Regions from separate parts of the Mus musculus genome. Here region 1 is linked to region 2. The links are chromatin contacts, called in public HiChIP or PLAC-seq maps. All regions are on one chromosome and are shown on one strand. Each heading gives the region's core, a stretch centred on a gene start, on an enhancer-like site or on the middle of the called end of the contact. The rest is flanking DNA. Distances are from core to core; before and after follow the strand shown.

Region 1 (5,421 bases), core at 2,716-5,215, 330 kb after region 2:
GCAAACACTTTGGAAGGTTCCAGGGCACTGAGTGAGCCACCGCGGGACCCTCCCCTGTGTTTCAGACATGAAGAGCTTGACCGTCAAGCCAGGGAGAAAGACACAGTGCTGGCGGCAGTGAAGCGCGCCCATGCAGAGGAGCTGCAGACGCTGGACGCCAAGGTGCTGGAGCTTCAGTTCCTCTGTGAAACCCTGGAGGGACAACTGCGCAGGGCTGAGTGCACAAGAGCAGAGGACGCCAAGGAGAAGAACGCCCTTACTGACAAGTGAGCTGCTGCCTCTGGCCGGCCCAGCCCAACAGCCTCGTGTGCCTGTGTCCAAGGCAGAGGCAGATGTGGGCCATTTTAGAATGGAATTTTGCAAGCAGTGGGTAGGGGCTTTCTGCCCACCCCCGACCCCCTGACCCCGCTGCCATTTCTAGTAATGTTTTCTTTTTAATTATATAGTTTTATATTTATGCTTACTTGTGATAAGTGTATTTAACAAAGTTAACCTATTGCCTTCACTTTTTGTTTTTCTGAGACAAAGCCTCATTTGTGCAAACCTGGCCCAGAACTTGTTCTATGACCTTGGATAGCCTCGGATTTATAATCCGTGTGCCTCCACCTCCCAAGTGTTGGGACTGCAAGCATGTGTCACTATAGCTCCCCCCCCCACCCCCCCGCCCCTGGACTTATTTTTCCTGCCTCAACTTCCTAAGTGCTGCTGGGGTTATAGGTATGTAGCACTGGCATCAGGATACGGCAAATGCAGTTTCATCTGTCCGTCTGCAGTGCTCGTCCCATTTGGATCCAGGTGCCACTCCTGCCCCAGTCTCCCAGCAGCCTTCAGTCGGCACTGCCTGTCAGTTTGCTAACTCTAGGAGCAACACACAAATTGGAATCTTCTGGCACTTGCCCTTATATGTCTGGCCTGTCACAGAGAGACTCAAGTTCTCAAGGGTCATCCACATTCATAGGATGACATTTTCTTTTAAACTGTGACTGTGTCAAAATATACACCTCTGGACCTCCAGAAGCCATGGAGGCCTTCTTTGCCAGCTAGCCCAGCATAGTCAGTGAGCCGTAGGTCCCAGGGAGAGCCTTATCTCAAGGCAGATGGCCACTGAGGATCTCGACCCAGGGTTGACCTCTGACCTGTGCAATGCACCCACACCACACATGTCCTCCTTCACACTCTTGCACATGCATACACACAAGAATACCATGCCTAACAAGAGTTAACTATTTTAGTATTGAGCTATGGAGGGCAGTGGCTTGTTAAGTCAAACTTTGTGTCTTTAAGGCTGATATCCCAGTGTGAACAGGCCACAGTCTTTTATCTGCTCTGTACACATGGGTGTTTCTCCTCTGTTCTTAAGAATGACTCTGCTTTAGTGCAGGTAGCAGACGTCCTTTATAGATGTTGCTTTCAATTCTCTAGTGGACATGAACAGAGGTGGAAATTCAAACCATACAGCTCTGGGTTTAACTGGGTTTTTTTTGTTTGTTTGTTTTTGTTTTGCTTTGTTTTTGAGACATGGCTGCCCTGTGTAGCCTGAGGTGGCTTGGAAGCCTCTATTCTCCCACCTCAGCCTACCCAGTGCTGGAATTACAGGTGTGCTCCAGGACACTGGCTCCTTCCCAATATTTAATTCAAGCCAGAGTGTTTGGACAACCTGCTCTGCTTGTGCCTCGTGTCAAGAACTGTGGGCACTGGAGAGGTATAGCACTGGGTGTGCGGCGCTGAGCCCCATCCTGGGCAGTGAGGAAATACACAGGGACGCAGTGTTCAAAGGAACACTGAAGTCGGGTATTTGCTAACATTCCCAGGCTTAGATGAGGGTATTTTATCTTTTTTTTTTTTTTTTAGATTTATTTATTTATTATATGTAAGTACACTGTAGCTGTCTTCAGACACACCAGAAGAGGGAGTCAGATCTCGTTAGGGATGGTTGTGAGCCACCATGTGGTTGCTGGGATTTGAACTCAGGACCTTTGGAAGAACAGTCAGGTGCTCTTACCTGCTGAGCCATCTCACCAGCCCCTCTTTTTTTTTTTTTTTTAAAGATTTGTTTATTTTATGTATATGAGTACACTGTAGCTGTCTTCAGACACACCAGAAGAGGGCACCAGATCCCATTACAGATGGTTGTGAGCCACCATGTAGTTGCTGGGATTTGAACTCAGGACCTCTGGAAGAGCAGTCAGTGATCTTAACCACTGAGCCATCTCTCCAGCCCCCACTCCCCACCCCTTTTTTTTAAGCAGACAAATTGCTACCCAAATTACACTTCTACTATGGGGAGAAGTAGTTCTTAGACCTGTGTAGTATCAGGAAATTAAAGCTTATTCTACATGGGCTAGATAACTCAGTGCTTAAGAGTGATGGCTACTCCTCCAAGGGTCCGAGTTCAGTCCTCGGAACACACATGCAGACAAAATACCACAGACATAAAGTAAAAATAAAACTAGCAATTGTACTTTGAGAAGCTTGGTGGTACTGCTTTGTTAAGTCCAGTGTGCTCTGGTTTATTTTGTAAGAAACCCAAGCAGCTCACCATAGTGAGCCAACGATGCCCAGCTGTGCTGTGGCTGCCTCGAGGAACGAATGCTGGCTCATTGCTGTTCCTTTGCAGTGGCAGGGCCCTACAGAGCCTGGCTGCTTCCTGCCTCCTCTTGAAGCCTTAAACTAAATGACTTTGTGTTTTGACAGGGTCTCACTCTGTATAGTCCTGGCTAGCTTGGAACTCATAATCCTCCAGCCTTAGCTTCCTGGAATTATAGTGTGTCACATCCAGGCCAGCCTGGTCTACAAAGTGAGTTCCAGGACAGCCAGGGCTACACAGAGAAACCCTGTCTCAAAAAAACCAAAAAAAAAAGGGGGGGGGGGGTTACTACTACAGACAGGGCATTTCCCTGACAGTAGAAAACAGGGCAGGGTGACATGTATCTGTAATCTCAGAGCTCTTAAGGTGAGGCCAGCCTAGGCTGCTAACTGAAACCCCATCTCAAAAGAACATGTTCAGAAAACCCAAATTTGAATCTCTCTTCTTACTTGTGGGGAGTTTGGTGACCAGTCCACCTCTGTCCAGCATGTGCTGGCATTCTGTGACAACCTCAGTGCTCAGTGCTTGCCCTCTCGGTGGGTTTGCACACATGTATGATTAGGATAAAGACACAGGTTTGCTAGTGGCATGTCTGCTCCACTTGGAGCAGTCAGAGTCTACTGGTCTTCACTGTAAGACGGCAGTAGTCATACTGGCAGCTAAGTCAGGCCACGTGTTGGGGAAAGGAGGTAGAATGTGAAGGAGGCCACAGTGGACACAGGTCACTGGACCAGGTGTTTCTGTGCTGACCCTGGGAATGCCGGCCTGGGAAGCAGCCTGGTGAGAAGTGTTGCTGAGGGCATTTCCAGGAGCATTTCCTCAGTACCAGACACCGGCTCAGAAGGCAGAGTCAGGTGGGCTTGCCCAAAGTGACTGAAAGTGGCTGCCTCGTGTGTCCTGTTTTCAGTACTCCCAGAGCGTGTGAGATGTGGCACAGTGGCTCTCCATGCTGTTCCAGGGCAGGTTTGAGACTCAACACCTGGCTCTTGATTCAGGGCAGCTACTCACCTTCTGCTTGTCATGCCCACACGGGACAGCCCATCAGCACAGAGCCCCAGAAGGTCTGTTCCCAGGGGTGTGGTCTTTGGTGCACCGTGTGACAAAGGCAGGTTTTCCGTGAGCAGGGATGGTCTTGGTTAGATGGCCTCTCCTGAAAGTGTCACTTGATGTGTGTTTTTTGGGAAAGCTTGCGTGTTTGGGCGGTTTGCCCAGCAACACTTGACTGTCAAGCTAATGTGTGGCCTCTAGAGTCTTCTTGAAGTGTGTTAGGTGCTGGACTGGGCACAGTGAAAGATGCAGAGGTGACTCACCAGCAGCACTTCCTCAGTCCCACAGGCTGTGTGTACAGATCACCTTTCCCCCTTGCGTAATTTGGCCCTTTATAGTCAATTAGTTAACAGTAGCTTGGCTGGCTGCTGGATGTTTCTTCCTGAGTAGAACCATGGTCTTAAATTAGGCAATGGTTTGCCTTCTAATGTGGCTTTTTGAGAGGGCTGGCCAACTGTGTGTGTGCTCCTCTGGGTCTGTATGGGAGCACGAGAGAGAACAGGAGACGCTCACTGCACTCCCAAACTCTTCCCGTGCAGATTTCGTGAAGATGCGGCAGCTCTGAAAGCTGCCTGGGACGCCCAGATCACGCAGATGTCCAAGGAGACTGTCTCCAAAGACTTTCAGATTCACACGCTGCAGGAAGAAGAGATGAAGCTCAAGGCACAGGTGGCCAGATTCCAACAGGACATAGACAGGTACCATTCCCAAGGCAGTCACCCATGCTGAGTGTTTCCTGCAGACAAGAACCATTACAGGTCCTCAGGATTGAAACCACATCAAACAAACTTGGCCCTGCATTCCCTGGGGGAGGAATGGTCAATGGTTTGAAAGCAGATCGTGGTGGTAGTAAGGACAGCAAACATCCAAGCCCAGAGGGCATGTCCAGAGACTTTGGGATGAGGAGATCAAGGAGAGCAGCCAAGGGCTGGTGTGGTGGCGAGCAATGTCCACCTTCCTCTGCCATCAGCTTGCAGAAGCAGACAGAGTACCATGATTTCAAGGCCAACCTGATCCCCATAACACTGCAGGACATCCATCTCTACATGGAGAGACCCTATCTCAAGGGAAAGAAAAAAGAAAGAAAGAAAGAAAGAAAGAAAGAAAGAGAGAGAGAGAGAGAAAGAGAGAGAAAGAAAGAAAGAAAGAAAGAAAGAAAGAAAGAAAGAAAGAAAGAAAGCAAGCAAGCAAACAAAACCCACCATGCTTGTCTCTCCTGTTGATTGTAGTAACTTACACTTGGTGAAAGCAAGGGCCTGTTCTTACAGTGTCATCAAGTCAGACGATGTAATCCAGATGGACACACACATCCACACCCTCCACTCTGTCTCATCCAGACCCCTCAGCTCTGTGGCCAGCCCTGACCACCCTGGGGAAGGGCCTTTGTGGACTGGACTTCTGAATGGCGGCCATAATATGGCTTTTGATCCTAGCTTCTTTGGATTTATCACTGGTTTGTGTTTGTTTGTTTGTTTTGTTTTGTTTGTTTGTTTTTAAGATTTATTTATTTATTATATGTAAGTACACTGTAGCTGTCTTCAGACACTCCAGAAGAGGGCACCAGATCCCATTACAGATGGTTGTGAGCCACCATGTGGTTGCTGGGACTTGAACACTGGACCTTTGGAAGAGCAGTCGGGTACTCTTACCCACTGAGCCATCACACCAGCCCTGTTTGTTTTGTTTTGTTTAGGTTTTCCTCTGATTTTTTTTTCTGTCCATTTTGGTACTTTGATCTCCTCTGTCCACTTTGTCCCTGTCCCTGGTTCCTGTAATCTTACTGCCTG
Region 2 (5,302 bases), core at 2,282-4,781:
GAGCCTGCCCAGGCAGTTTTTCTACAGGGCAGTCCAGCCATGGAGGAGATAAGGTGAGTGAGTGCGGAGGTGGCCAGGCAGTCTTGCCCCTGTGACTGACTGGTAATCAGGTGCTTCTTTATTTTACAGGTTTCACAGAACAAAAGACAATTTCACAAAACAATGATTATTCAGGAAGTATCGATTATATTTGATTTTTCACTTTATGTCCAGAGTTACAAGTTCAGTCACAATCAGAAAATACAAATAGAACAGATTTTATTTTTATCATCAGCCCTATAACTCCAATTTAAAGAACCTAAAGAATGTCTCCTCCAAAGCAAACACATTTATTACATGACAGCCTGCTTTTTGGCTGGCAATGTTTGCAGTTTTAAAGCACTCCAGACAAACAAAATATCTGAACTGGTCTTTTTATTAATAACAAATACTAATACCTAACTTCTTTTATTACTTCATCACCTATGCTATAAAGTAGGAAAAATTTATTTTAGTCAACCTATGTTACTTACTGAGTTAGTTCTATTCCTCCAAGGGTGTATCCTGTACAACCCCCTATCTTTAAACTTCATTTTCAGAAAGCTCTAAGCATACTGTAAAGGGAGGCCTTGAATGTAACCTATTCTCCTGGCCAGTCAGAGTTTGTCAGTTGTCTCGGTTTACCCTGCACCAATTACACTGTTTGAGTTAGCTCAGGGGGTGATACACCAAGAAGTTTCCTGCAGTAATGGTCTTATCTAATTATGTGTTTATCTGTGTTTTAATGGTCTCCAGAGCATAAGGAAGGCTTACGCATACAGCCAGATAAGGTTAATTTTAGAATTTTCCTAAGAGAGACTGGAATATAATTTTTCTCAGGAAAAGACACAAAGTGAATCATAATGCAGAAAGTCCCCAAGGATGCAGCACACAGAGACCAAGCCTCAAAGGTGACAGAATGGCAGTGATCACAGCATTCAGCTCAGCTCAGCTCAGCAGGAACTGTGTCAAGCAGCTGTGCTGGCTTTGTGACTGTCACTGTTTCCAGTCGATGTGGCTGTGCCAGAGCTTTCCAGGGTGGAGATTTCCAGGGTGGGGATTGGTGAGGTTTCAGTTCAAGCCCAGGGATTGGTGGGATTTCTAGTTTAGGGATTAGTGGTTTTCATGCTCAGGAATTGGTGGGGTTTGATAGAGTTTTCAAACCCAGAAGTCGGCTTGGATCTTTTGGCCTACAGGTACAGGCAGAGGTGTCACCTACAACAAACCTATTAGGGGAAATAAATTATTGCTAGACTGTGTGATCTCCAAAGTTAAGTGTTTTTTAAAAATTAACTAAAAGCAGCTAGATATAGTGACACACACCTTTAATCCCAGCACCTAAGAGGCAGAGGCAGGAGGACTCTGAGTTGGAGGCCTGCCTGGTCTACATAGTGAGTTCTAGTGTAACAGGGCCCCAGGCCTTAGCACAACTGACTCACGATGGAGGTACCATTCAAGCTGTAATCTCGGCACACAGCACAGTCATGGCTAACATTATGTTCATGGCTAACGCTAATGTTATGTTTACAGTTTAAAATCTCTGGGCTTTTTGAGAACTGCAAAGCAAAATTAGACTTCCAAATGTTAAGGGCTGTTAAAGGTTACTTTTTAAATTTCTGTTTCTGCTTCGGTAAATAAAGCTTGTTTTGCATAAGAGGACCTTCTGCTTGTACTAGCACAGAATGTAACTTGTGGTTTTTGCCTTTATAAACCCCTGACTGAGGTGACTGGGGACTGCATTCAGGAATTCCGAGTCCTGGGTGTAGACCTGGTGCCAGTCTATAAATAAAAGCCTCTTCTTAAACTGGGCAGTTCCCAGCACTCAAGAGACAGAGGCAGGTAGATCTCTGTGTATTTGAAGCTAGCCTGGTCTACAGAGTGAGTTCCAGGACAGCCAGGTTTTGAAAAAAAAAAAAAAAAAAAGGAGAGGGAGAGATAAAGAGAAAGAGAAAAAAAGAAAAAAAAAGAGAATAAATCCAGCTTTAAACTGAGTATAGCAGCGTGTGCTTTTAATTCTAGCACTCGCAAGACAGATTGGGCCAGATCCCAGAGTTCCAGGCCAACCAGAAATACATGCACACACTCACACACGCACATCATACAGACAAGCAAAAACAACAAAAAACAGGGATCGAGAGTTGGCTCAATAGTAAAGAGTACTAGCTACTTTCCCAGAGGTCCTGAGGTTCAATTCCCAGCAACCACATGGTGGCTCACAACCATTTGCAATGGGATCTGATGCCCTCTTCTGGTGTGTCTGAAGACAGCTACAGTGTATTCCTATACATAAAATAAATAAGTAAATATTAGAGAGAGACTGCCTCATCCAGTTTTCTCAGTATATACTGTAACTATAAATTGACAAAACTTCAAGGGTCATGCTGTGTACTTTTATAAAGTCATTATAAAATTAGGAATCCCATAACAAGTAGATCTAAAGAGAACGGTAAAGTAATGGAAATCTCTGCTCCAGCATGCCGTCCTAGCACCCACAGATCATCGTAGGTATGTTGGAGGCAAACTACAAAATAGGAACATGTGATCCAGGTTTTACGTCACTAGTTATTGTGTGTTAGGTCTGAAAGAAACCGGGGACAAATGGCTAACTGAGGTGCCTATTGACCATCAAAGTAGATGATGGCCATGCTCTCAGCAAGTACCTGTTACAGAGTCCTGACTCCTCAGCTCTTGCCCACTACCCTAGACCTCTCTAACCCTGCCCAAGCCCCTGCCTTCCCTTCCCTTCCCTCCCCTCAACTCCCCTCCCCTTCCCTTCCCTTCCCTCCAACTTCTCTTTGCCTATAAAACCCAGACATCGTGACTACGTGCTGACATCTGACATCGTGACTACGTGCTGTCTGCCCTCTTGGTCTTTTGTCTCCATCTCGCCTCTCTTCATCTCTTACTCTGCCCCTCTCTCTTTCCTCTCATGGCTCTATTCTGCTGGACATGTTCAACCAGACGCTTCCATATGTGCTTTCCCTCACATTTACAATAAGAAACTCGTCAACAATACCTAGGAGTGGCCATGTCCCCACTTTCATTTATTGTGCATCTTTTGTTAGATTGACCTCGGGTAGTCAGATCATGTTTGCTATACCTTAGGCATCTGGTGAATATGACCTCTTATCATTTCCTGAAAATTACAGATCTAGCCAGGAGGCGGTGGCACACACCTTTAATCCCAGCATTCGGGAGGCAGAAGCATGAAGATCCCTCTGAGTTCCAGGCCAGCCAGAGCTACACAGAGAAACCTTGTCTGGAAAACCCAAAAAACCCCCCAAAAACAAACAAACAAAAAAACCCAATCCAGATCCACTCACTCCCCAGGCTTCTAAACCACGCCCATATCCTGCTTAACTAGGAAACCTCCTTGAGTGACATCTTTCTTGGTTGGCCAAGGGGCTAAATTCAGGTGCCCTACCTGTCCCTGTCCCCAGGAGTGTGAAGCACAAAGGCACAACCCCCGACTGCGTAATCACTCAGTCTCCACCCCTGGGAGGTTCCCACCCAGCTCTTATCCCGGAAGTCTGCGGAACAGAAGTCCGGAAGTTCGAGGGGCTGTTCTCTCCCACTCATTCTCCTACAAGTCCCTCGTTGTCCGCATAGGTGCGTGTCCTACAACTTTTCGGGTTCCGACCCGCCGAGCCCTGTGCGGGTCATCGCTTGCGGATCTGGACCAGGCGCAAGGCAAATTGAGGAAGCCGGGCGTGTGCACTCCGGAGGAGGAGCCAGCGTAACGGGCCGCTAGTGGAGCTTGTTGGTAACTGAAGCCAGAGGGAGGCAAGTTATGTGCCTAACTAGGATTCTTGAGGATGTAGGGTATGAAGCTTGATTGCCCCTGGGAATCCAAGGAGCCACTCAGAACTGGGGCCTTGGGTGTTAATCTCCAGACGTCCTGCCGCAGTGTCCCATTAATTCGGCGCATTTGGGCCATTGTTAGGTAGTCTGGCGTCAATAACAGGGATCTGACAGCTTATGAATGTAGAGACTCATACACGATGGTACTTTCACTTCCCGTTCTTGGTGGGAAGAGTTGTTTCTGGAAGATTCGGGTAAGGTGCCGGAAGCCTGAGTTGTGTGTGTGTGTGTCGGGGCGGGGGAGGGGGAGGGGGCTTACTAATGGAACAACTTAAAGATAAGAGTTCAGTCAAGAAAAGGGTTCACAAGACTGGGGGCTTGGAAGTGAGTTCAGACCAACACCAAATTTGTGAGCTGTGTAGCCCCGATGCCCATACATAATTGTGAGTTAAGTGGGCTCATAAGAGAAAGGTGTTCGGGGTCTGCTGTGGACCTTCCCCTGGCCTCCTGACTGGACTAATGAGGTGCTGCCTATGTGCACTGGTTGCAGGCTTCAGTTGTGTTTTTCCAAGCCTGGTCGGCTGTGCAGTAGAGCCCAGGTTCCAAGAATGTATATGCAGGTGGAGACACGCACCAGCACCCGCCTCCATCTGAAGAGGGCTCCAGGCATCCGGTCTTGGTCCCTGCTGGTCGGTAAGGCTTCCCACCCCCCACCCCACCCCCAATCTAAAAAGCGACGTAAACAGCTTCTTTGTGTTCTATTAGAGGTTCTCAATACAAGGCCTTGATAAAGCATGTTTCATTAACCCTCAGGGTGCCTTTTCTTTCAGATGGCATGCAGGACCGACCCCCTTGCATGCTAGGCACACTCTAACACTGAGATACCCTCCCTGCCTTGCAAGCTGGGCACACTTCTTTAACACTGAGATGCCCTCCCAGCCTATCTGCTTTTTATGAGGTCACTATAGTTTTCCTTCTGTGTGACAGGTGATCATGGGTTCCCATCTTTCCTCTTCCCTGGCTCAGACCTCTTCATAAGCGCACTTAGCCTCTTCCTCCATCGCTGCCTGTCAGAAGGCTCTTGTATCTCAGGGACAGGTGCACTTGTGTTGGCTGGGCTGTACAGTCTGAGGTGAGGCACTAGCTGTGGCTTCAGCAGCATCTCTGCAGTCTGTCCTTATGATATACACATGCTTTTCTGCATGTTATGCTCGGGTGTTGTTATAATTCTGTAAGTAGTCTTCATCCCTCATCCCATGTAAGCAATACCTACCTCAGGGTCATTTGTGCGTTTGTCATTTGTTTGCAGACAAGTCTGGTGAATGCCATGATGGGATATCTTGCTTTTTATTTAATTTTATTTTTAAACTATGTGTGTATCTATATGGGGGTTCTATGCAGGTACGTATAGGTGCCTGTGGAATCCAGAAGAGCATTAGCTCTCTTGGAGCTGAAGTTGCATGAGGTTGCGATGGCCTGACAT

What was found. HiChIP or PLAC-seq counts read pairs in DNA pulled down with a chosen protein or histone mark.
Region 1: a FOXA1 HiChIP or PLAC-seq map of pancreatic cancer cells shows a contact between it and region 2. The contact joins the enhancer-like site here to the promoter of Cybc1 in region 2. A contact is called at or near these places in 3 of 39 promoter capture datasets (the 3T3-L1 cell line and embryonic stem cells), 3 of 115 datasets of contacts at active chromatin or transcription factors (bone marrow-derived macrophages, embryonic stem cells and pancreatic cancer cells) and 1 of 9 other capture datasets (pancreatic islet).

What each region holds. Positions count from the first base shown.
Region 1 is chr11:120,896,720-120,902,140 of GRCm38.p6, reverse strand. It overlaps Ccdc57 (coiled-coil domain containing 57), which reads left to right. Exons shown (of 19, transcript NM_027745.1): 7 at 66-266; 8 at 4,174-4,332. Among named protein-coding and RNA genes, the nearest start is that of A430102A20Rik, 33 kb to the left of the region's middle. Within about 2 kb of position 3,965, at least 36 of the 459 cell types and tissues checked have an H3K27ac peak or open chromatin away from gene starts, as enhancers often do. A contact at or near this core is called in pancreatic cancer cells, where this site is marked.
Region 2 is chr11:121,227,538-121,232,839 of GRCm38.p6, reverse strand. Cybc1 (cytochrome b 245 chaperone 1) reads left to right here and starts at 3,531. Exons shown (of 7, transcript NM_144832.2): 1 at 3,531-3,801; 2 at 4,370-4,512. The coding sequence starts at 4,428.